7 separate regions of the Mus musculus genome follow, and all the other regions are linked to region 3. Evidence: chromatin contacts called from public Hi-C, HiCAR-type and promoter capture Hi-C data. All regions are on one chromosome and are shown on one strand. Each heading gives the region's core, a stretch centred on a gene start, on an enhancer-like site or on the middle of the called end of the contact. The rest is flanking DNA. Distances are from core to core; before and after follow the strand shown.

Region 1 (2,824 bases), core at 259-2,758, 2.7 Mb after region 3:
CATACCTAACTTCCTCTTAATCAAATGAAGATCATCCTCATTTCTTGTCCATAAATGTTGGTGGGCTCTCGATCTCTCTTCCCCCCTCCCCCGCCCCACGTTCTTTATAGTGGTAAGACAAATTTATCCTGGAAACACTAAAATGGTTTCCATCTGTTTTTTTTTTTTTCCCTAACGTCAAAATGTGGTGATAGTTAGGTATTTATCTTTTAATCGAGAATGATGTCATTCCCTTAGTGTTTATTGACATAAAATTTCCTTTTGTCCAAGAGCATTTCTTCAGTATTATGAATATGGCTTTAATTAGCAGATACACTGATCACTTGTTTTTTTGTCACAGAGAAGATGTGTGCTTTATTGTGTGTATTGCTTTGTAAGCAGATCATAGTGGAACATATAAATGACTGCTGCAATATGTTGGGCTCTATGAACTGTATTTTCTTGTCCATTTCCCAAAGCCATGGAGAATCGCTGTTAAGAAAGTCCTGTGAGAATAATAGGTTTCACAGTATAAAAGAATTTGGGTTCACAACCTATTTTAAGGACAAGGCCATATTGCAGCATGGATAGTACAAATAACTTTTCTTACATTTATTCATGAGGCTAAATCTTCTGAGTATCGTTCTAAAATATAAAGAGTTCTTTGAATTTACGGAACTCACTCATTCATCTCAGTTCCTCTATTTGTTCATAGATTTGTGGCAAATTTTCTGGAACCATATGATTCAAAGGGTAGATTAATGTAAAATATGAAGCATGCCATGCAGACAGAAATCCTTTAAACAGTTGTGTGGGTCTACTTTCACGTGGTATCAGATAAAACCTAAACTACAGTGGTGGTGTGGCTCTCTAGTTCAAAATTTTAACTCTACTCCACAACCATTGAATCGTGTAATTCTTAGTTCCCCATTCACAGAACGGGTTTTTAAAAACGCAGCTTCTGTAGTTAAATGGACAAGCACCAGCAGTAGAGTGTGTTGGGTAGTTTAAAAATAACAAACAAAAATAATCCATAGATCTAAAATGATCAAGAGAAACGCATATTATCTGTACATAGCATCTATCTGCCAATTTGTGAGAGCCCTCGCTCATCCATAAACACTGGTCAAAAAAAAAAAAAAAAATCAATCTGCTGACGTGGGAAAAAGTGTAGAAAACTGCCCAGAAAAAGCTAAAGGAAGCACAGTGGGCTCTCCAGATCGTCCGAATACTTATTTGGCTTCTGCAGCGTCCAGCTTGCAGGAAGCCGCAGCCCCCAGCCCTCTGCCACCGCCCGGGTCCGCTCTGCCGCCCGGGCTCCCGAGTGGGCCAAGGTCACCCTCGCCGCGGACCTCGCGCATCCCGTCAGCTGAGCGCAGGAGTCCGGCGGCGTCTCCTCCTGAACTTTGCACCCCGCGTGACGGGCGAGCGCGGGTAGCCGAGCGGTCCCGCCATCCGCGCGGGTCCCGGCCGACCCCGCCGTCCCCTCGCGCCGCCCGCCCGCCCGCCCGCCGCCCGGCGCTTCGCGGGAGGAGCCGCCGTGACGCGTCAGGGAGGAAACGCCGGCGCCCGGCCGCGCCGCCGGGAAGAAGAAACTGCCAGCGCTCTGGGCTCCGCGCCCGGGCGCCCGGACGCCGCACAGCCGGGTAGGTGCGGGGCGGGTGCGCCGGTCTGCGTGCCGGGGTCCCGGCCGGGCTCTCTCGGGCGCCGGGGTCCCGCCGCGGCCCGGCGCGGTCTTTGTGTGCTCCGGGAGAGCTCAGCGCCGTGGCGTGGGGCTCCCTCGCGCGGGGGAGCGCGGGCGGCTCGCCCGGCCCCCCGAGCGGGGCAGCGGGTGGCGAGGACCCGGGAGCCCACCTGACGCGGGATGGGGTTCTGCGCGGACCCGCCGGGGCGACGGTGTGAAGTGGTCGGCAGGGCTAGATCGCGTCGCCACTCTTTTTCAAGTTCTCAGACTCGAACCCTTCGGTCTGTTTTCGCTCGGTCGATTCTCACGGTTCAAGCACCGACGAATGCCGCCTTAAAGCGCGCTGAGGTTTTCGGTTCTAGGGCGCGCTTAGGGATGGTTCTTTGGACCGGTAGAAAAGAGAAGGGATTCGCCTCTTGAAACAAAGGTCTTTGACTTAATGTTGCACCGAATGCCTGGTTGAACTGCAGTTCTGCAGGCAGAGACTATGCTGGATGCACTTAGGATTCGAGAATAAACACAGAAGAAGAAAGAGAGAGAGAGAGAGGGGGAGAGAGAGAGAGAGAGAGAGAGAGAAAGAGAGAGGAAAACAAAACAACAAAACCCCAAAAACGCCTCTTGGGTAGAGTCTTGCCCTTCTCACTAGATTGTTTACCTAACAGGCCTGGAAAGTGCCTGCTTTATTTAGCAAACACAGCTCATACTATGAACTGCTCTGTTTCCTAAGTGCTTTATAAATATTACCTCAAATTCTTAACTCAAAATGATAAGTTATTTGTGGTTGTAGCCACGAAGAGGCCATGCATACTCTAGTTCCCCAATGTTATAGAAAGAGCTGGAAACATTAGAGGAAGTTTCAGACATATTTTAGGAATGGGTGTGCCTTCTGCCCCCTTAGGCTACCACTCCCTTAAGGCAAGTTCTTACCCTTCATTCCCCGTAGGATTCAGGCGTGGAGAGATGGGACCTGTTGCTGGCAGGTCTCAGGCCAGATCCCATGTAACTTCAGAAAGGTGGACTCTCTGATTCCAAGTCTGACAACTCAGACATCAGAAGTTCCCTTTCTTTACACTGCCACTGGACTGAACCTAGTTTTGTTTTTATAGGGAGCTTTGTTTTCAATATGTTTGACAATTTATATGACGTGGCTCAGATGGGAGC
Region 2 (2,987 bases), core at 294-2,793, 2.6 Mb after region 3:
CATGGTCCAGATTCCATCCCCCCAGAGATATGTGGCACCATCTGTAAACAGTTTTGGTTGTCCTGACTGTAGGAAAAAGGGCTACTGTCTTCTACTGAGTAAAGGTAAAGGTGCTGCTAAAAACCCCTACAACTACCTCATCCAAAATGATAAAAGACCAAGGTAGTGTGCCTGTGGGTGTATGCGTATATGCACACTTGTTCCACTTCAATGTTCAATCTATTCTGCAGCCACTTTATATAAAGTAATTATGTCATAATTAAATTTATGTTGATATCTGCAGAACCAACCTACATATAGAAGAATATATGAATAAAGCCAAGTATTTTATGCGTAGTTATTTTAAATCAAACTCTGCAATGAATGACTCTCAGTACTAAATTTCAGCTCAGGGAATATGACTCTTAGATTTTGAAGCTGTGTATCTAGATAAATGGAAATTCTGAGAAATACTTTTCAGGTTTCCTTAATACTGAAAATCGAGACACTAGATTTTTTTGTCATCTGATTATGCCACACAATTTAGGAGTAGCTATTACAATAGCATAAAATAAAAGTTAGGTGCATAAAGACATCCTAGCACATCTTTCTACAACAACAACATTGTGTCCTACTTGTTACAATGCCGATACAATCAGAATCAAACATGAATACTTGAGATACAAAGTAACTAAGACACATTGGTTTAGGATCAAGTTTACTCGATAGTAACAACGTAACAATGTCCTCAGAAGATACTAAGAAAAAGAAAAGCTCAGAAGAGCAGTGCGCACAAGGGAGATTTAGCGAATTCCCTTCTCAAGATTTCCCAGAACCGTGCCCGCCCAGGTTTGTCAAGGAGATCTGTTTTGATTTGGCACGATTAAGTCAGAGGAGAGAACCCCATTTCAAGTCATCCAGGCAAACACAACCGCTTCCCCTGGCGTGGCGTATCCCCTGACAGTGGGCAAACTTACCTGGCAAGAAACCTCCCTGAAAGTGGCTGTGAGAAGTTAGAAGTCTGGGCGTGAGCTGTGGGAGAATCCGTCAATGCAGCAACCTGAGCATTTGTTAGAGAGAGTCCTACACACAGTCGTCTAATAATGATGGAGTCTAATAATGATAGATGCTCTCAGGCCAGCGCGGCCGAAGCGGGTGTGGGACACCCACCGAACAGGAAAACCTATGCCCCCCAGGCTCGAGAGGGCCTAAGTGGGGACCAGCAGGAAAGGACAGAGAGCAAGAGTCGAGACAGGGCCGCTAGGCCGGGTCCGAGGGGATGGCACCCACCTGCGCGACCTCTTCGCCATCCTTCAAGTACCGCATAGGCGCGGGCTGGGCGGGGACGCGGGGTCAGCCTCCTCCAGCCTGGGGCCAATGCTCCCTCTCCGAGACCCACCCGCCGCTTCCCCAACTCCTTCCCTCAGGTGACCGAGAGCGGAAAGCAGGCCCGGTCAGGTCAGGGCCAGGCGGGACTGAGGGACAGAGGGGCGGACCAAGACCCACTGCTCCTAGCCGCGGCCGGGCCCGGCCAGGGATGCCCTGGACATGTCAGGAGGCGTGCTCCCGCCCGCCGCCGCCCCGCCCGCCGCCGCCGCCTCCGCCTCAGAGCTGCCGGCCCTGCGCCGCTCCGTCACGGGCGCCGACCCCCGCCCTCTCCCCGCAGCGAGCAGCACTGCAGCACTCGCAGCCTCCTGCAGGGTTTTGTCCGCACCGCCGAATCTCGCGCCCAGCCTCCCTCAAGAGCCGCCGTTTGAATCTGCGCACGCGGCCCCGAACCTCATTGGCTGGGGCGGCCGCGCGCAGGGGGGCGGGGGCGGGGCGGCGAGGGCGCGCGCGGCAGAGGGCGGGGCCGGCGGGGCTAGAAGCCAGGATTGGAACTCGCGGGAGTCCCGGAGCGCCGTGGAGCCGGGGGAGGGGCGGGGCGGGATGGGGGAGGCGCGAGGCCGGTTCACGGGCCGAGGTGACAGGACACGGAACGCGGGGTGAGCCACCCAGTGGGGCGCGGAGATTGCTGGGAAGGCGAGTTTCTGCGCCCCGGGTGTGTGCCGGAAGAGGCGCCGGGGCCGATCCAGCCGCCGCCACCTCCGGAGGGGTGCGGAGCGTGCCTCTGGGGCGGGGACAGTCGGGGTCCTGGGCAGGGGAGGACCTCGCGGGCGCTAGTTCGCGCTGTGAGTCTCGCCACTTAAGGGCGCGGTCATCTACTTAACCTTCTAGCCAGGAAACTTGCGCGGCCGTTATTTTCTTAAGCATGTGTGAGTTAGTTCTGCGCCGAAAGGACAAGGAAACTGGCCAAGACCCTGTTGTTGTGTCTTTTGTTTTCCCCAGAGATGAATAAAAGTGTGATAAGTGGGGAGTTGTTATCTCGAGGCTTGCGTGGAACGGGAAAAGGTTGATAGTGCTCCAGAAGCTCAACCTCGTACTCCGTCTACAAAGGGGGCGGGATGCTCTTCGCGGGGAACCCAGAGTCCCGGAGGTGCGCCTGAAAGCTGGAGTAACTGAAATCTTGCATAGGGGAAGGGGCCTCTTACAGTTGCAACTTCTCAACAGTTACACGGTTAAAGAAGCATACAAGGAGATTATTAACTACAGTAGCGATTAGACACGGCGAAGAGCCCAAATTTGCAAGACACCATGCTCTACTGCATAGAGTGATGAACCACAGATCAATGTTGTTACAAACTGACATTTTTTGCTATTTTGAAACTGTACGCATCGTCTTTTGCAAATCAGAGATACAGGTGCAAATACAAATCAAGATGAGCTTGCAATTCAAAACAACCAGGTAGATACACACTCGCTTTTAAAAAAAAAATAACTTCCTTTTTCTCAAGATATATTTTGGGAAGGAAAAGCACTTTTAAATTATTTTCTGAGTTCCATAGTAGCTTCTAAAGAGAGAGACTAATTTAGAAATTAATATTTTTGAGACAAGGTGTTGTTATGTACCCCAGGCTGATCTTGAACTCAGTATAGAGCCCAGACTTTCTTCATGATCTACCTTAGCT
Region 3 (2,964 bases), core at 187-2,686:
CAAAACAAACAAAAAAAATTCCCATAGGGACTGAAATGAAAGAAAAAGAAAACCAAAATGTTTTCTAGTGTCTCACTGTTATTTTAAAACAGGTGAAGTGGAACTCATCTGTGATTTCTCAGAAGGCTGAGGCTCGGAGGATTTCACATTTGAGGACAGCCTGGAGATTCTGTTAAAACTCCCAAACCTTCCTAATTTATCATGTGATTTATTATGTTTATGGTAAGATGTATATATATATATATATATTTTTTTTTTTTTTTTGAGACAGTCTCATATAACCCAGGCTGACCTCAAATGAAGTATCTGCAGATAACTTTGGACTACTGATCTCTGCTGTCACCTGCGGAGCTTTTGGGATTACCACCCTGAGCCGTTACATCCACTCGATAAAATATTTTCACCTGCTAAAATTTCTGCCTAGAGTATCAGAAACCGAACCCCCAAAGACTGTTATGTGATCCCATCCTGTCCAGGGGTGCTTTGGTTCTAGGAGAGACACAAAGATAGGACTAAGGAATCCGGCCCACAGCCTCAGTCTAAGGGCTAAAAGGCCACCAAATCTAACTTCGTACTTGAGACATAAAGGTGAGCTGAAAGTCAGACCATCGCATAAGTTAACTTTGTTCCAGTTTTCAAGTGATTGGAAGCTCTCATTTTACTACTCTGTTCTTAAACACTTTACACAAGGTTACTGTAGGTGACAGCAACCTAGGCCTCAAGACCTTTTGTTTTCCTGATAGGGACTTGATATATGTATGTAGTACAGGCAGACTTTGAGCATCCCAAGTGCTGGGGTTACAAGCCAGTGCCACCACATCTGGAACGTGCATTTGGTTACAAATTACAGCATTGGGAAAGCAGTGTCTTTTTATGTGCTGGAAACAAACAAACAAACAAAAAATACAGTCCCAAAGTAGGAATCGACATGTTTACTGCGGAGGACTACAGATGTAGATGCTCCCCCTTGCTTCTGACCCTCGCCACTTCTCAACAAGCACTCCTTCCCGACACCGACACAGGCAGGGGCTTCGGCGTGGACCAAGAAGGCGTCAGCTGCGCCTGCACAGGGGGCGACGCATGCACCGCCGCCAGTCATTGGGTGCGCGCCGGGTCTGCAGGCATCCTCCCCATCACCCGATACAGAGACCCGCGGAGAGGCTGGAGATGAAGTGGCCTCGTAGATCCAGTCGGCAAAACGCCGACCGGAGGCGGAGCTGGGGACGGACTGAGTCACCAGACCCTGCGCTCCCGAGCTACGCAGCACACAAACAAAACAGCGACAGAATAGGAGGAGCCCCAGCTCTCGCGGCATCCGCGGGAGCTGCCAGCCGCTTGGGCAAGCCTCGCGTTGTTTGGTTAAGGGGCAGGGCGTTCAGCGAGAGGGCGGAGTCCAACCCAGCTGAGGGTGGGGGTGTTCCCAGGCCCCGTTGATTGGCATCTTTCTTCGGAGGGCGCCCCGCGCACGCGCAGCTCCCAGGAGGCGGTGGCGACTAGGGCAGTCCAGCTGCCCGGGTCCCGGGTTGCGGGTCGGGCTCCGCCCTCCCGCGTCGGCGCTGGCGGACGCTGTGCCGGGCCAGTCGGCTGTCTCTGCGGCGCTCCGCCCGCCGCCGGTCCGCCGCTGCTTTGGCCTGGAGGGCTCCCGCCTACGCAGGCTCGTGACGCGGGGGCTGGGACGGGGCTTCAGGGACTGAGCGGGCGCTGCCGCTGTGTGAGCGTCTTCTGCGCCTTCGGTAAGTGCGGTCCGCGTCCGCTGCTTTGGCATTTTAGACACCAGCCGGGAGAACGGATGGAGAGAGACAGGGCGAGCTGTTTTGCAGAGCCAAGGTGTTTTACAGCTTATTGCTTTTATGCGTGTTCTTTTAAAATCGTGAAACCACAGCTGTGCGTTTACAAATCTGAAGAATTTGGGTACAGAAGGAGGAGGAGGAATGCTCTTAGAAATGGAGCTAAAGTACTGCGTGCTCTGTAAGAAAAAAAAAAAAAGCTGCCAAACAATGAAGACACAAGACTCCTGCCCTCTTTCTGTCCTGGACCTCAACCCCAATATTTACGCTCCCACTACTCAGAGTAACCCGATCCCAAGTGTATGTATGCATCCAGCCTTTCAGGATTTTGTCGGTGCAAGTGAGGAGTGTGTTTATAGACGAAAATTAAAGTCCTATATAGAATATAGATTTTTGGGCCAGTAGTATACGGAACTCTCCACTCTTTTTTTTAAAAACATACTTTATTGTTAAATGTTACTGTTTAGCATGGGCTTCACACTTTCAGTAGCGAGTCAGTTAAAAGCTTATTGTATGTTTTGTGATTTGCGACGCAGTTCTATAGCTCAAGCTGAGATAGAGCCCCCTGTGCTGTGGAAGCTGACCTTGAACTCTTAGCTTCTGCCTCCACCTCCCGAGTGCTAGGATCAAACAGGAGCTGTTGTGCCTGGCCTACGTGCCAGTATTTTGCAACTTAATATATTGACTTTCACAGTATCTAAGGCCACATGCGATACTTTCATATGAAACAGGTTGCTAGTCTTTGCTTAGACCTCAGAGTTTACATGAGAGGGAATGACTGCCTAAAGATTACACAAAGTTTACTTTTTCTTTATGTCATAAAGTTTAAATACCATATGGTTAGATAGCAGCATTTAATTCTTTAAACTCTAGGAGGCTACTTTTGATGAAACTCGTAGAAAGTCACCATTTAGAAATTTTGTACTCAAATAAGAAAAAAAAAAAACCCACCACGGATTAAATATTTTGCAAGGTGAACCCTAGGGAGAAGTCTGAAAGTGGAAGAAAAGTGGTTCTGCACGCATTATTGTGCTAATCTTGCTAGCTTCCAAGGGAAACAGTCTACTAAAGTAATCATAGGCAACCGTCTTATTCCAAACAGGCCTGTCCTTAAAATCATAGACACAATTGTGCACATTTATTTAGGAATCGAACTTAAAAGACTTGAAGAGATCTA
Region 4 (2,985 bases), core at 36-2,535, 2.7 Mb after region 3:
TCCCCACTCCAAAGTGATAGGAAAAGCTTCTGGAAGATTGTCATACTCTTTACCTTCCCAAAAATGTTTGAATCCACAACCACATTTGCCACCAGTAGACCTAGAATTAGTTCTGTCTCCATCCAAATACACAATAGAGCCATCTCCTCTGACTCTTCGCACAGATGAGCCATGGCACCAATTACAAGCTGTTAGATTACTCAATCCATAGTCTGGTAGCAGAACATCTTTTACTGGATCATATGAACAAACCAAATTGTTTAAGGGAAAGCTGTAATTTTTGTCAGGCCTCAACTGCCCATGAGTACTTTTTGCCAAGTTATACAGTTTCCCTCCTGGAGCCAACCACTCAGAAGGGACATGAAGTTCAGAAAGGGCACCACAAAGCAAACACTTGTGAAGGCGATTGTCCATTACTGCCTTTTTAGCAGCTGCTGTAACTTCCTCAGGCTGAACTCCTATCACCCCAGTCCTTCTGTAGAAATACTGATGTACATCAGCAACCAAACTAGGATGGATACCATGTTTGTCCATAAAGACTTCTTCCATAGCAGCAACCAGCCTAAGTAAGTACTTATCCTGCAAACTTCTGTCTCCTCCAATAACACAGCCACCATCCTCCTCAAGCTTGATGTACTTTTTAATAAGGTCCTGAGGCACACCCCATGCTTTAGGTAACAAATTCATGGGTAGTTTGGGCAGGGCAGCCCCCTTTATGCCTACCAAGGGAATATAATGGTTTCTACCAGAGCTACTCCACGCAATACAGATTGGCTTGTTCAAATGACCATCTCTCCCAGTGCATTTCTCTGCAGGTATGAGGCCAGGTAGAAAGGTGGCTGAATAATCACCAGAGCTTCTCATGCCGCTGAGGGAATCTAAAAGAATTATGGGACGATGTAACACATTGGCAAGGCCGAATATGTGGATATTCCTCAGGCCTAAGGGGACACCTTCAGGTGGCACAAACAGAGGGTCACATTCATTGATAATGTCCTCCCACTCGGCAGCATCAATAAAGTCATGAAACAGGGCTTGATATCGGGCTAGGTGCTGCTGAAAGTGCTGCTTAAGATTCTCCCTCAGAGCATGCCAGAAGAGCTCTCGGCCTACTAGAGCCCTAGACACAGCATGCACTAGGCAGTGTCCATCCCCATCCACATGCACTGGGATGAGGCATTCTTGACTTTTATTAGCCCGTTTGATATCCTCGAGCGTGTCGTGCAAATACAGGAGGCTTCCGGAGCGGTCCTTGCCATAGCCCACTGTGTTGACGTGCTCTGGTTCGATGAGGAAGGCCCGGTCACCAAGTAACGCGCAATCGAACAGTTCGCCTTGGTTCATGTCCCGGAGAAGCTTGGCCCGGCCCGTTTGTTTGTCCATTCCATAGCGTGCCAATATTGGCGACAATAATTTGCAGTGGTAGTTGGAGAGGCCCATCACCTTTACCAGTTCCGTGTTCTTCTTGGGAGCCCCCGTCACTCCGAGTAGCGCGTTCCGCAGCAGATTGTGCAGCACTACGTCCGGGTCGGTCACCTCCTCCACTCCCAGCAGCTGTTGCTGCTCGTGCCGCTGTCCGCACTCGGTACACTCGATGCTGACAGAACCCGAGGCCGGGAAGAAGAGGCGCGCCTGGCACTTGGGATCCGGGCAACTCCCGGAAAGGATTCTTCGGTCCCTTCGTTTCGAAAGGCCCCCCGGAGAAGCCGCCGCCGCCAGAGACGACGAAGTCTGCGGAGCCTCAGGGGGAGGCGGCGGCGGCGGCAGCGGAGGAGGCGGCGGCGGCTGAGACATCGCTCTCGGCTCTCGCTCGGCGTCCCAAGCGACCCTCAAAGGCACATAGCCAGACCTCCGCCGGCCCGACGAGGTCTAGTCCAGGCCCAGGGCGAATGGCTTTCCTTTTCCTACCAGTTCCTCCTCCTCCTAGGCGAAGGCGGAAGCGCCGGACGTTGTTTCTCTTCTCACTTCTCCACTGCCTTAGCCGTTGCCCCGAACGTAACGGCCACCACCCCACCCCGCACTCACACTCACTCACTCTCGCTCTCTCCCTCAGACACAGACATACACGCCCTCACTGAGACTGCGCAGGCGTAGCTTCTGCTCTGCCCTCTGGGAACCAGAGTCTTCCGGCTCCTCTCTCGCGAAGGAGTGCTAGGCGCTTCCGTCCAGAAAGAACTTCAAATACCGTGATGCAAAGCGACTCGACGCACGCGGGGAGGAGGAAGAGGAAGGCACTCGGAAGGTGGGGGCAGAAAGGAAGTCGATGATTCGCGGAGCTTGTCGGTAGTTGTATTTTTAACTGGATCTCTTTTGTAGTTTGTCCCCCATTCTATGGCCCACGAGAAAGAGTCAGAGAAATCACATTCCTAGGCTGCTGTGGGTAGTGTCCCCCTGCACTTTCCCCTTGCGCAGAAAGGAGTGTGCTTGGGGAAAACAAAAGTGCAAAGGATTGGTGTGGAAGAGGGTCTAAAGTCCACCACCACTGCTAGGAAGTCCGGGTTAAAGGTCCTAAGAACATGGAAGGAGTTTTCTATGAGGCTACTTTTTTTTTTAAGTATATTAATTTTTCAAATACGATGTCATTTTTTTAAAATTACCACTTAGCTAGCAAGTGCCGTAACTGAGCTTCTATCTTATTCGTAGTTATAAGCTGGTAGGTTAATGATGAAAGGTCACAGTTTGAGAATTACTGATCGCCAACTTGTAAGAACACTTTTAAAGAAAACATCCTGTTATTATATTTGTCTTTTTGTATGTCTGTCTGTCTGTCTGTTTATTTGTTTATTTGTTTGTTTGTTTGTGTAGAATTCACTAAATAGACGAGGGTGGCCTCAAATCCACAGAGATCCACCTGCCTCTATCTCCTGAGTGATGGGACTAAAGATGTTTGCCACCAACCTGTCTTCTTTTTTAAGTGTTAAGGAAATTGCTTGTCATCAAATGTTTAAAAAATAAGTTTAAAAGAAAGTTAACGTTGTCTGTTAG
Region 5 (2,753 bases), core at 80-2,579, 2.9 Mb after region 3:
TATTTGCTTATTTTTCTATTTACAGAAAGGGAAAGAATCCTGGATTGTCAAGATTATTAAAAGACACGAAAATCTTCAGGCCAGTGCCAGGCCCACAGTAAGAACTCAATAAACACTGAAAACAGAGTACTGACGGTTAAAGCCAGCTGTGCCATCAGAACAAAACACCTGGAGACAGCAAGACAGTCTACTCAGCAACCTTTTGTAATTTTTTTCTTCACTCTCCTTAATACAATTTGCTCTAAAGAATCATTTGACTTGTCGTCAATCCCAAAGATACATGGATTTGGCTGGGGAAAATGCTTCTAAGCTCTCTCTTATAATTCCTGGTTTACATGAATTGTAGTAGTATTGTAGGGAACTGCTAAGAGGATTTGGTATGTGTCTAAAGAGCTGAAAAAAAACCAAACCAATCAATCCAAGAGCTCATGGATTTTTTTTTTTTTTTTAAATCAATGCTCTGCTCATTCGATTTATAAAAACAGCCACGCTCTTCAGTTTGGGAATCTACTGAAGGCTGCAACTAACTGCATGTAGCCACCAGGTTCAAGGCAGAGTGTGTGAGATTTACAAAAATAATCATGTTGACAAAAGTCGCACCCCAAGTCAGCCCTTTACACGCCCTGAAGGCAAGAAACTTTCTAAAAGGGGAATCGAAGCAGGCCCTAGAGGACAGGTAAGGCTCTACTGACAAGGCAGACTAAGGCCACTGTGGCCAATATTCGGTCGACGCCCCACAGAAAGCCAAGCTCACCACACCCTTCATCTCCCACCCCTCGCGGGTCTCTCACAGTCCCGCCATCCCTGCCCTCCCCTGCGTCTCGCCAGGGACCTCCTCACTCCTTAGTCCAGGGTTTCGCCGCCAGGATTTCTTGTTGTTGTTTTTTGTCATATTTGTAGATTTCATCGATACTCTGCGCTTCCTGCATGTTGTTGGCCAATTCCCAGGTTTTCTGGGCCATACCACTCCCGGAAGCTGCCATGGCCGAGGCACCGGAGAAGCTGTCGCTCCACAATCAAGATGCAACTTTCTTCTACTGGGCCTCAGCGTGCGGGCTTTGGACCTTCCCCACCAGGGTGCACACTCACTAGACTCTCAAGGCAGCCATGACACTTGAGACCGGAGGTGACGTTGGTCCAGACCATTCGCGCGCTGGGGCGCGGCGGCGGCGCAGCGACATAGAAAACACTTCCTTAGGGTTGGCTCGGCTCGGCTCGGCTAAGATCAGTCTTGCCGGTGAAACGAGAACATGCTGGCTCGGAAATCCGTTCGTGTGAACTGCGAGGGACGCAAAGCCTCGGTGTGGGAATGGTACAGCCTTTCGCGCCGGAAGGCGGGACTATTGGCCTGCCAGGAAGGAGTCGGCCGGCTCGGCTCGTACTGCGCAGACTCAGATGCCACCATATTGTGTGTAGGAGGAAACTTGAGTTTGGGGAATTATGTTTATGTGAGTGTAGGTGCTTCAAACGAAATAAATTGTTTGGAATACTAAATATCTCTAGAGAAACAGAGGTGTAAGTATCTCCGGATTATTGGTTTTGGAGGGGGAAGATCGCGTGACTCTTTTAAGATAATTTGCGGTGTGTTAAGCCTCCGGGGTTTGTGGTTGGCGTTCCGCTTTTGTGTTTTCGCTACTGTTGCGAGGTGGCAAGCAAAAGTTACCGGTTGCTAAGATTAACTTTTTTAGGGACTTTATAGGGTAACATTTTATACAAGTGTTAGGAGCGGTGAATGCCTTAGGCGCTACTTTTTAAAAAAGGTTTGTCTCAGTGCAGATTTAATCTCCGCAACCTGTGCCTTCCAGCAGTTAATGTGAAATTTGTTTCAGTCGTATTTTTAGGTTTTCTTCCCTCACATTCTCATCCCCAATTGCCCACTAGACTGTAAGTTGAAGGCATGCATGAAATTTGTGTTTTATTTAATTCTAATATATTTAATTTTTTTCGTAACACGGTTCTTAAAGACTTCTCCAGCTTCATCATCTTCTTTTAGCTCCCCCAACCCAGTTTTTCATTCTATTAGAACTTTTTTCCTTGGCTTAGTAATATATTAGTTGTTAGGCATTGCTTGAAATGCACTTCTTGACATTTCTGCTTTAGAGCACACAGATTTTAAAAAGCACAGCTCGGAGATGCCTTTCCTTAACTCTTCGTCAGTAACTGCTCCTTCACAGGAATTCGAAGGCTCTGTAGCTGCTTCACCTGGACCCCGGGGTTTTTGCAGTTCTGGAACTATGTAGTCCAGGCTGGCCTCAAACTCGAGAGCTGCCTGCTTGAGTGCTGGGATTCAAGGCGTGCACCACTACTGCCCGTCTGTATCCTCTTCTAATGCAGGTGCTTTTGCCTGGGCTGCAGGAGACCCTGTTTCAAAAAGTCAAGGAGCTGGGCAAACAAAACAGAGCAAGGACATTGCAACATTCTTCTAATTCCAGTACTTGGGAGGTGGAGAATGGAGAATCAAGAGTTCCAACCCCGCTTTCTCCCTGGACTATTGGAGACAAAATAACGAAACCAAAAATAAAAATAGAATCTTCTTAAAGTATAACTTCGGGCACACTAGGGACATTAGAGTACATTAGTATCTTAAGTTCTTTCTGAGAAGCTTGTGTAAGCTTGTTCCAGTGGTCACAATACACAGCCACTCGAAACATACAGAATAACATGTTGAAATGGTAATGAAAGCCCAGGACAGAGAGTTGACCAGACTGCTGGTGCGGACATTCCTTCTCTCACATCCACACTTCGTGACTGGA
Region 6 (2,700 bases), core at 114-2,613, 2.9 Mb after region 3:
CCATGTTTTAATACCTTGCATGAGTGTGCACTGGCTACTTTTATGTCACCTTGACACAAGCTAATCACTGGTGTAGGAAGCTACAATTGTAAAAATGCATCCTTAAGATAGGGCTGTGGACAAGCACGCCTGTAAGGCATTTTCATAATCAGTGACTGGGGTAAGGGGGCAGCCACCTCCCCTGGGCTGGAGGCCCTGTGTTCTCTAAGAACCAAAGCGTAAGCTAATAGCATCCTCCATGGCTTCGGCATCCGCTAACTCCAGGTTCCTGTGGTGCTTCAGTTCCTGTCCCATCATCCGTCCATCACAGACAGAAAAACATTTTACTCACGCCCTTCACTGCCAGTACTAACTTAAAGGACTGAGTACCAAGCCTTGGCTTCTCAGTCTTGGTGCTTGCACGGAAAAGCTTGAGGCATATATGCAATTGTGCAGACCATCACTGGGACATTAGAACAGGAAACGGCATGGCCAGAGTCACAAATCAGAGAATGAATGATTGAACCGATTACTGGTGATGACTTATCACCTGCAAACCGATGAGAAATCCTTAATCATTTTCATATTTGAAACGCTGAGTTTACAGAAATCCAGAGTACCCAATTTGGCTTACAGATACCAACAGTAAAGTATAACATGCAGGCCTGAAATGTAGTGTTCTTTTGTATCCACACGCTTCAGAACTTACCACCACCTTCTTTTGCCAGCATCCCCACCCTGCGTGGCTTTCAAATAGTTTGAAAATTTTGCTCCAACTTTAGATCGTACTTACAGGGTTGATCCATGAATACAAGCTTTTTAGAGTGATGCCAATACTTCAGATCAAACTATTAATCTTTAAAAAAAAAAAAAGCCAAAAAAAAAAAAAAGCCTAAAATTGGCGGTCTTAACATCTTAGAAGCAGTACTTTTCCGCCTCTGTAAAATTTCCTATGGATTACTCACTTAGGAAGCCTGAAACAGACCGCATGGTGGCTTTTCTTGGGGATACAAAGGGGCTCCCGCCAGGGTGCAGGCCCAGATGAAAGCTGCCGCCAGAAGCGGCCGCTTGTGCCCGCACTTCGAAGCGTCCAGAGGAGCAGGCCTTATAACTAATCTCGGTTAAGATTTGGAGACCATTGGGAACGCGCCCCGCCGCTCACAGCGGGCCAAGGGCCACACCGAACCCGGGAGCCATGGGGCCCCCGTACCCGGCTAGAGACGGACGCCGCCAACAAGGAAGCCCTCTCCGCACACACGGGGTTAAGCAGACCGCAGGATTCGCACCTGGAAACGCCCAAGGACACGCCGGGTTCGGCCGCCCGCGGCCTCCGCTGTGCGCCATGCTGCACCGTCTGCTCGCGCTCTACGGCGCTGCCGAGAAAGGAAGTGGCCCAGCGTGCGCGACCCTAAGGCGCTCCTGTAGGCCCCGCCTCTTCCGGCCAGCCCTCTTCTGCGTGCTCGCCTTCACCCCCTCCTCTTCCGGCTCTGTGTTTCTAGTGGGGCGGAGGGAGCAGGTTGTGGGAATTAGTGCGAATACTTCCGCTAGAGCTTTTTAATTGATTTTTCAAGTAATGAATAATGCCTTAAAATAGGACAGTCTCCCAGTCCAGGTCCTTATGTTTGCTGGGTCTTCTACATCCTCACCTACTTCAGTGTTTAAAAACCGTTGGTATTAGAAACTATTTAATTTTTTTTTTCTAAGATGTATTTTATATGTATGGGTGTTTGGCCTGCACGCTAGCCATGTGTGCCTCGCCCGAGAACCTGGTACTGACAGAGTTCAGTAGAGAGTGTCAGATGCCCTGGAACTGGGGTTATATGTGACCCAACTTACAATATGAGTGCTGGGAATCTAACCCTGGGTCCTCTGGATGAACAGTCAGTGTTCTTAACTGCTAAGACATCCCCAGCCCACAGCAGCTCCATTAGAGTTAGTGTTCTGGAAGCAGCAAGCACACGGACACACTCACAGAAAGAGAGATAAAAATTGATTGTCAGAAAAAAAGGAGCGTGCAGGGCGTGGTGGCGCACACCTTTAATCCCAGCACTTATTCCCTTAAATCCCAGGCAGGCGGATTTCTGAGTTCGAGGCCAGCCTGGTCTACAGAGTGAGTTCCAGGTCAGCCAGGGCTACACAGAGAAACCCTGTCTCGAAAAAACCTAAAGAAGAAAGAAAAAAAAAAAAAGAAAGAAAGAAAGAAAAAAAGGAGAAGCTGTTAATGAGTTTGATTTGTAATAGTAATAGAATTTTTCTTAGTCATGAAGTAGTCACCGGGCTGGAGAGACAGCTCAGCTAGTTAAGAGCACTGACTGCTTTTCCAGAGGTCCTGAGTTCAAATCCCTGTAACCACATGGTGGCTCCCAACCATCTGTAATGAGATCCAATGACCTCTTCTGGTGTGTCTGAAGAAAGCTAAAGTGTACTCACATACATAAAAATAAATAAATATATCTTTAAAAAAAAAAGAAAGTAGTCACCTAATGTGTTAGAGTTACTATTGTTGAACTTAATGGTCATGATGAAACACCACAACCAAAAGCAAATTGGGGAGGGAAAGGGCTCATTTGATTTAGCATTCTAAGCCACTATTCATCACTGAAGGAAGTCAAAATAGGAACTCAAGCAGTACAGAAACCAATGCAGAGGTCATGGAGGGGTGAAGCTTACTGGCTTATCTCATGCCTTCTCAGCTTGCGTCTCAGGATCCCTGGCCCAGGG
Region 7 (2,813 bases), core at 58-2,557, 2.5 Mb after region 3:
CTAGAAAGTAAGATTTTAAATTCTTTGCACTCCCACAGCCTAACACCCTTCTGAAGCAAATGTCCTCTATAAAGAAGACAGGAAACTGTTAGCAGGGTCCCCTGCCATTCAGCCCAAGAGCTGTGAACCCCTGACAGTGTAGAAACTGCTGCCAAGTGAGAAGCCGGGTGCCAGACCCCACCTCACAGTGGTGAGCCTCCTTGCTGCCTGAGTTTCTTTGAACCTCTATTTTGCATTCAAATTAAATTACCTACCCGATCTACCTCACCGGCTGATGAAAACTCAACAGAGCCCAAGCCTAACCGGGCTTTGCAAATTGTGAATTGCATTAACATATGGTGTGATAATCCGCCCCATTCAGAAGAAGCAGGGACGGGTGGCGAGCAGTGAGTGATTCAGCCAGCCAGGCAGGAACTGAAAATAGAATCATTTCCTGAGCCAGGGTCCAGGGTTCTCTCTCAGAAGAAGGTGGGCAGGGGAAGGGCTCCAGGGCGGCTGAACACAAGGCTCTCCATTTCCCACTGTAGCATTTGGGCTGATCCTGCAGCCCCAGGTGGTCACCCAGTGTGCCAGGTCAGTCCGGGCCAGTGACCCTTGCTTGGCTCAGAAGCAAGATGTGGGTGGTGACGACTCTTTTGAATTCAAAAGAGTCTACTTGCTGCCAACTGCTGCCTTTGGCCTCCTGCCTGCATTCCCTACCAGCAAAATTAGTCCTCAACTGAAACCTACAAAGTGCATTGGCTTAGGAGACCACAGGCTTTTGTCTGTCTGCTCCAACTCGGAGGAAGAAGGCCCAGCCCTGCTCATTTAGCCTCACTAGACTTCAAACCAGACCCTAGGACTAAAGTGCTCCTGAGGAGTCAGGTCTGATGGGAAGCTTGCTTGGTAAGGTATAACCAGGCAGAGATTTGGTACTTCATAAATAAGCCCTCTGCACCACATTCTTGTTATTCATGCAGGCCAAGTAAAGCAAGACAATAACTCAAGAAACAGTGACCTCACCAGGAAAGCAGGCTATGTAGTCTCACACACAAGCCTCACGGCCATAAATCCAGGAGACTATTCCATGAAAATTCTCTGTCCTTGCAGAGGAGCAGGGACAGTGTGGAGGCAGGGAGGAGAGAGCCCTCTTATCTACAGAGATCTCCCTTTATGCCTCAGAAATGAAAGGACACTTCTCTCTCTCTCTCTCTCTCTCTCTCTCACACACACACACACACACACACACACCCACACACACAGGTGGACCTGTACCCTTGTCACTTTGTAGACATACCAGAAGGAATTCAAAGCTGCTTGTCATCTTCGTCCTCTTCGTTCTCTAGGGCCTGTCCAGGCTCTTGCCAGCAGACTGCTCTGCAGCTGGATGCTATTGTAAACTATGCTTCCGCATCTGTGTCATGCTCTTCCTTAGGAGAGGGCTAAAGATGGAGCTCAGGGGAAGTAGGAAGAGGAAAGATGCTTCCTGTTCTGGCTACTTACTCTCTGCTCTCCCAGCCCAAGGAGGAGTGTAAAAGGCTCTATTCCTAGCCTCTGAATCCTCAGGTTAAAGCTACAGATCTTCTGGGATTCCTCTCTGGGTTCAGTGGACTGTTGCATGTGAAGACAGATAGACAGTTAACAGGCACTGGTGTATGTAGTTTACATGTGGTGGGCTCTGAGCTAAGTGCTTAAAGTACCTCAGCTCATGTGATCCTCCATCCAAGATGGACTTTTATCTTCCCTATAGATGATTAAAAGGTCAGAAAGGCCTTCATGTTCCTGATGAGAGCCGAAATTTCCTTTTAGAAAGAAAACGTTGCTTGTGCCTCCAAAAGGCTGGAAGCCAAGGAAGGAGGCCAAAAAGGGCCCTCAGCCAGCCCATTACTCAGCAGGTAAGCAAGCTAGTTGTGAAAGACAGTGGCTCAGTTGTCATCCCAGTGTCCAGGGCAACAGTACAAACAGTGTACATAACACAGGTCAATGCCCCAGCCTTTCTGACTTAAAAAAAAAAAAATCCCCTGCGGCATGTGGTGAGAGGGGGCAGGGTACAGGGAAAGCAGGTAGGCTTCCTGATGACATGAGAACATACCTCCACCTGGGGATACTTCCAGCCTCTTTGTTGTGCTTTGGCGGTGCTTGTGCAGAAAATAAAACCACTGGCCCAGTTCCCACTTCAGTTATTCTTTGAGTGTGGAGGTGGTCTCCAGAAGGAAGGGGCTCCTCCACCAAGAAACCTGTATTTGTGACAAAGGTTTCAGAAACATGCCATCCCCCCCCCCCACTTCACAATTTAATGCTACACTTTGCAATGCAGATCCTGCCTTCTCTCAAAGAAGACAAAAAGCAAAAGTCATCTAAAAGTAATAGAATTTAGCAGAGTGAGAAGAAATGATCAGGACACAGATCCTAGAAGAAATAAATGGAGAAAGAGATGTGGAAGTTTGAGACAGCAGAAAGAAAACAATGGAAAAAAGAGGAGAATTTAAAGAAGCTCACAGTGAGGGCTATGGGGACAATTCAGCATTGGGGAAAACATGCTGCTCTTGCAGAAGACCCAAGATCTCAGCACCCATATTTTGGGGATTCCACACCCTTTTCCGACTTCATAGGCACTAGGCATGTACTTGGTACACATATATGCACTCAGGCAAAACACATACACATGGCACAAGAATAAATACATATTTATTTATTTTAAAAACGCAGCTCAAGAGTGGGTAAGCAAGATCATGTTGATGTTGAAATCAAAATCAACTCACTTTTCAACCTCCAAGACTGGACACCAGGTGGGCAGAGACAAAGCATGCTTTTATGTGCCATAGTTCATGAAA

Evidence for each region. Promoter capture Hi-C pulls out the DNA fragments that hold promoters and counts their contacts. Hi-C and Micro-C count contacts between places; a contact is called where the count stands out from the background. HiCAR-type assays count read pairs that join an accessible place to other places.
Region 1: a contact with region 3 is called in a HiCAR-type map of astrocytes, with 11 times the contacts expected there. The contact joins the promoter of Sgk3 here to the promoter of Pcmtd1 in region 3. A contact is called at or near these places in 5 of 39 promoter capture datasets (the C10 cell line, hippocampal neurons, liver and 1 more) and 2 of 115 datasets of contacts at active chromatin or transcription factors (astrocytes and pro-B cells).
Region 2: a contact with region 3 is called in a HiCAR-type map of astrocytes, with 14 times the contacts expected there. The contact joins the promoter of Mybl1 here to the promoter of Pcmtd1 in region 3. A contact is called at or near these places in 2 of 39 promoter capture datasets (cranial neural crest and hippocampal neurons), 5 of 484 Hi-C or Micro-C datasets (B cells, CD4 T cells, CD8 T cells and 2 more), 5 of 115 datasets of contacts at active chromatin or transcription factors (astrocytes, embryonic stem cells, large pre-B cells and 1 more) and 2 of 9 other capture datasets (adipose tissue and liver).
Region 4: a contact with region 3 is called in a promoter capture Hi-C map of pre-B cells, with 12 times the contacts expected there. The contact joins the promoter of 1700034P13Rik here to the promoter of Pcmtd1 in region 3. A contact is called at or near these places in 6 of 39 promoter capture datasets (cranial neural crest, embryonic stem cells, hippocampal neurons and 3 more), 4 of 115 datasets of contacts at active chromatin or transcription factors (astrocytes, embryonic stem cells, large pre-B cells and 1 more) and 2 of 9 other capture datasets (adipose tissue and liver).
Region 5: a Hi-C map of uterus shows a contact between it and region 3, with 6 times the contacts expected there. The contact joins the promoter of Cops5 here to the promoter of Pcmtd1 in region 3. A contact is called at or near these places in 2 of 39 promoter capture datasets (cranial neural crest and frontonasal cranial neural crest), 2 of 484 Hi-C or Micro-C datasets (CD4 T cells and uterus), 2 of 115 datasets of contacts at active chromatin or transcription factors (astrocytes and pro-B cells) and 2 of 9 other capture datasets (adipose tissue and liver).
Region 6: a promoter capture Hi-C map of liver shows a contact between it and region 3, with 12 times the contacts expected there. The contact joins the promoter of Snhg6 here to the promoter of Pcmtd1 in region 3. A contact is called at or near these places in 6 of 39 promoter capture datasets (the HPC-7 cell line, cranial neural crest, hippocampal neurons and 3 more) and 1 of 115 datasets of contacts at active chromatin or transcription factors (astrocytes).
Region 7: a promoter capture Hi-C map of hippocampal neurons shows a contact between it and region 3, with 11 times the contacts expected there. The contact joins the promoter of 2610203C22Rik here to the promoter of Pcmtd1 in region 3. A contact is called at or near these places in 7 of 39 promoter capture datasets (the 3T3-L1 cell line, 3T3-L1-derived adipocytes, cranial neural crest and 3 more) and 1 of 9 other capture datasets (embryonic stem cells).

Annotation. Positions count from the first base shown.
Region 1 is chr1:9,796,622-9,799,445 of GRCm38.p6, forward strand. It overlaps Sgk3 (serum/glucocorticoid regulated kinase 3), which reads left to right and starts at 1,509. Exons shown (of 18, transcript NM_133220.2): 1 at 1,509-1,625.
Region 2 is chr1:9,698,666-9,701,652 of GRCm38.p6, forward strand. It overlaps Mybl1 (myeloblastosis oncogene-like 1), which reads right to left and starts at 1,544. Exons shown (of 15, transcript NM_001290397.1): 1 at 1,270-1,544. The coding sequence starts at 1,289.
Region 3 is chr1:7,087,484-7,090,447 of GRCm38.p6, forward strand. Pcmtd1 (protein-L-isoaspartate (D-aspartate) O-methyltransferase domain containing 1) reads left to right here and starts at 1,437. Exons shown (of 6, transcript NM_183028.3): 1 at 1,437-1,733.
Region 4 is chr1:9,746,363-9,749,347 of GRCm38.p6, forward strand. 1700034P13Rik (RIKEN cDNA 1700034P13 gene) reads left to right here and starts at 1,286. Exons shown (of 4, transcript NR_040462.1): 1 at 1,286-2,242. It overlaps Vcpip1 (valosin containing protein (p97)/p47 complex interacting protein 1), which reads right to left and starts at 2,020. Exons shown (of 3, transcript NM_173443.3): 1 at 1-2,020. The coding sequence starts at 1,794.
Region 5 is chr1:10,036,830-10,039,582 of GRCm38.p6, forward strand. Cops5 (COP9 signalosome subunit 5) reads right to left here and starts at 1,330. Exons shown (of 8, transcript NM_013715.2): 1 at 841-1,330. The coding sequence starts at 983. It overlaps Cspp1 (centrosome and spindle pole associated protein 1), which reads left to right and starts at 1,389. Exons shown (of 30, transcript NM_026493.3): 1 at 1,389-1,515.
Region 6 is chr1:9,942,755-9,945,454 of GRCm38.p6, forward strand. It overlaps Snhg6 (small nucleolar RNA host gene 6), which reads right to left and starts at 1,364. Exons shown (of 4, transcript NR_024067.2): 1 at 1,266-1,364. It also overlaps a transcript of Mcmdc2 not described here.
Region 7 is chr1:9,629,785-9,632,597 of GRCm38.p6, forward strand. 2610203C22Rik (RIKEN cDNA 2610203C22 gene) reads right to left here and starts at 1,308. Exons shown (of 5, transcript NR_015470.1): 1 at 1,277-1,308.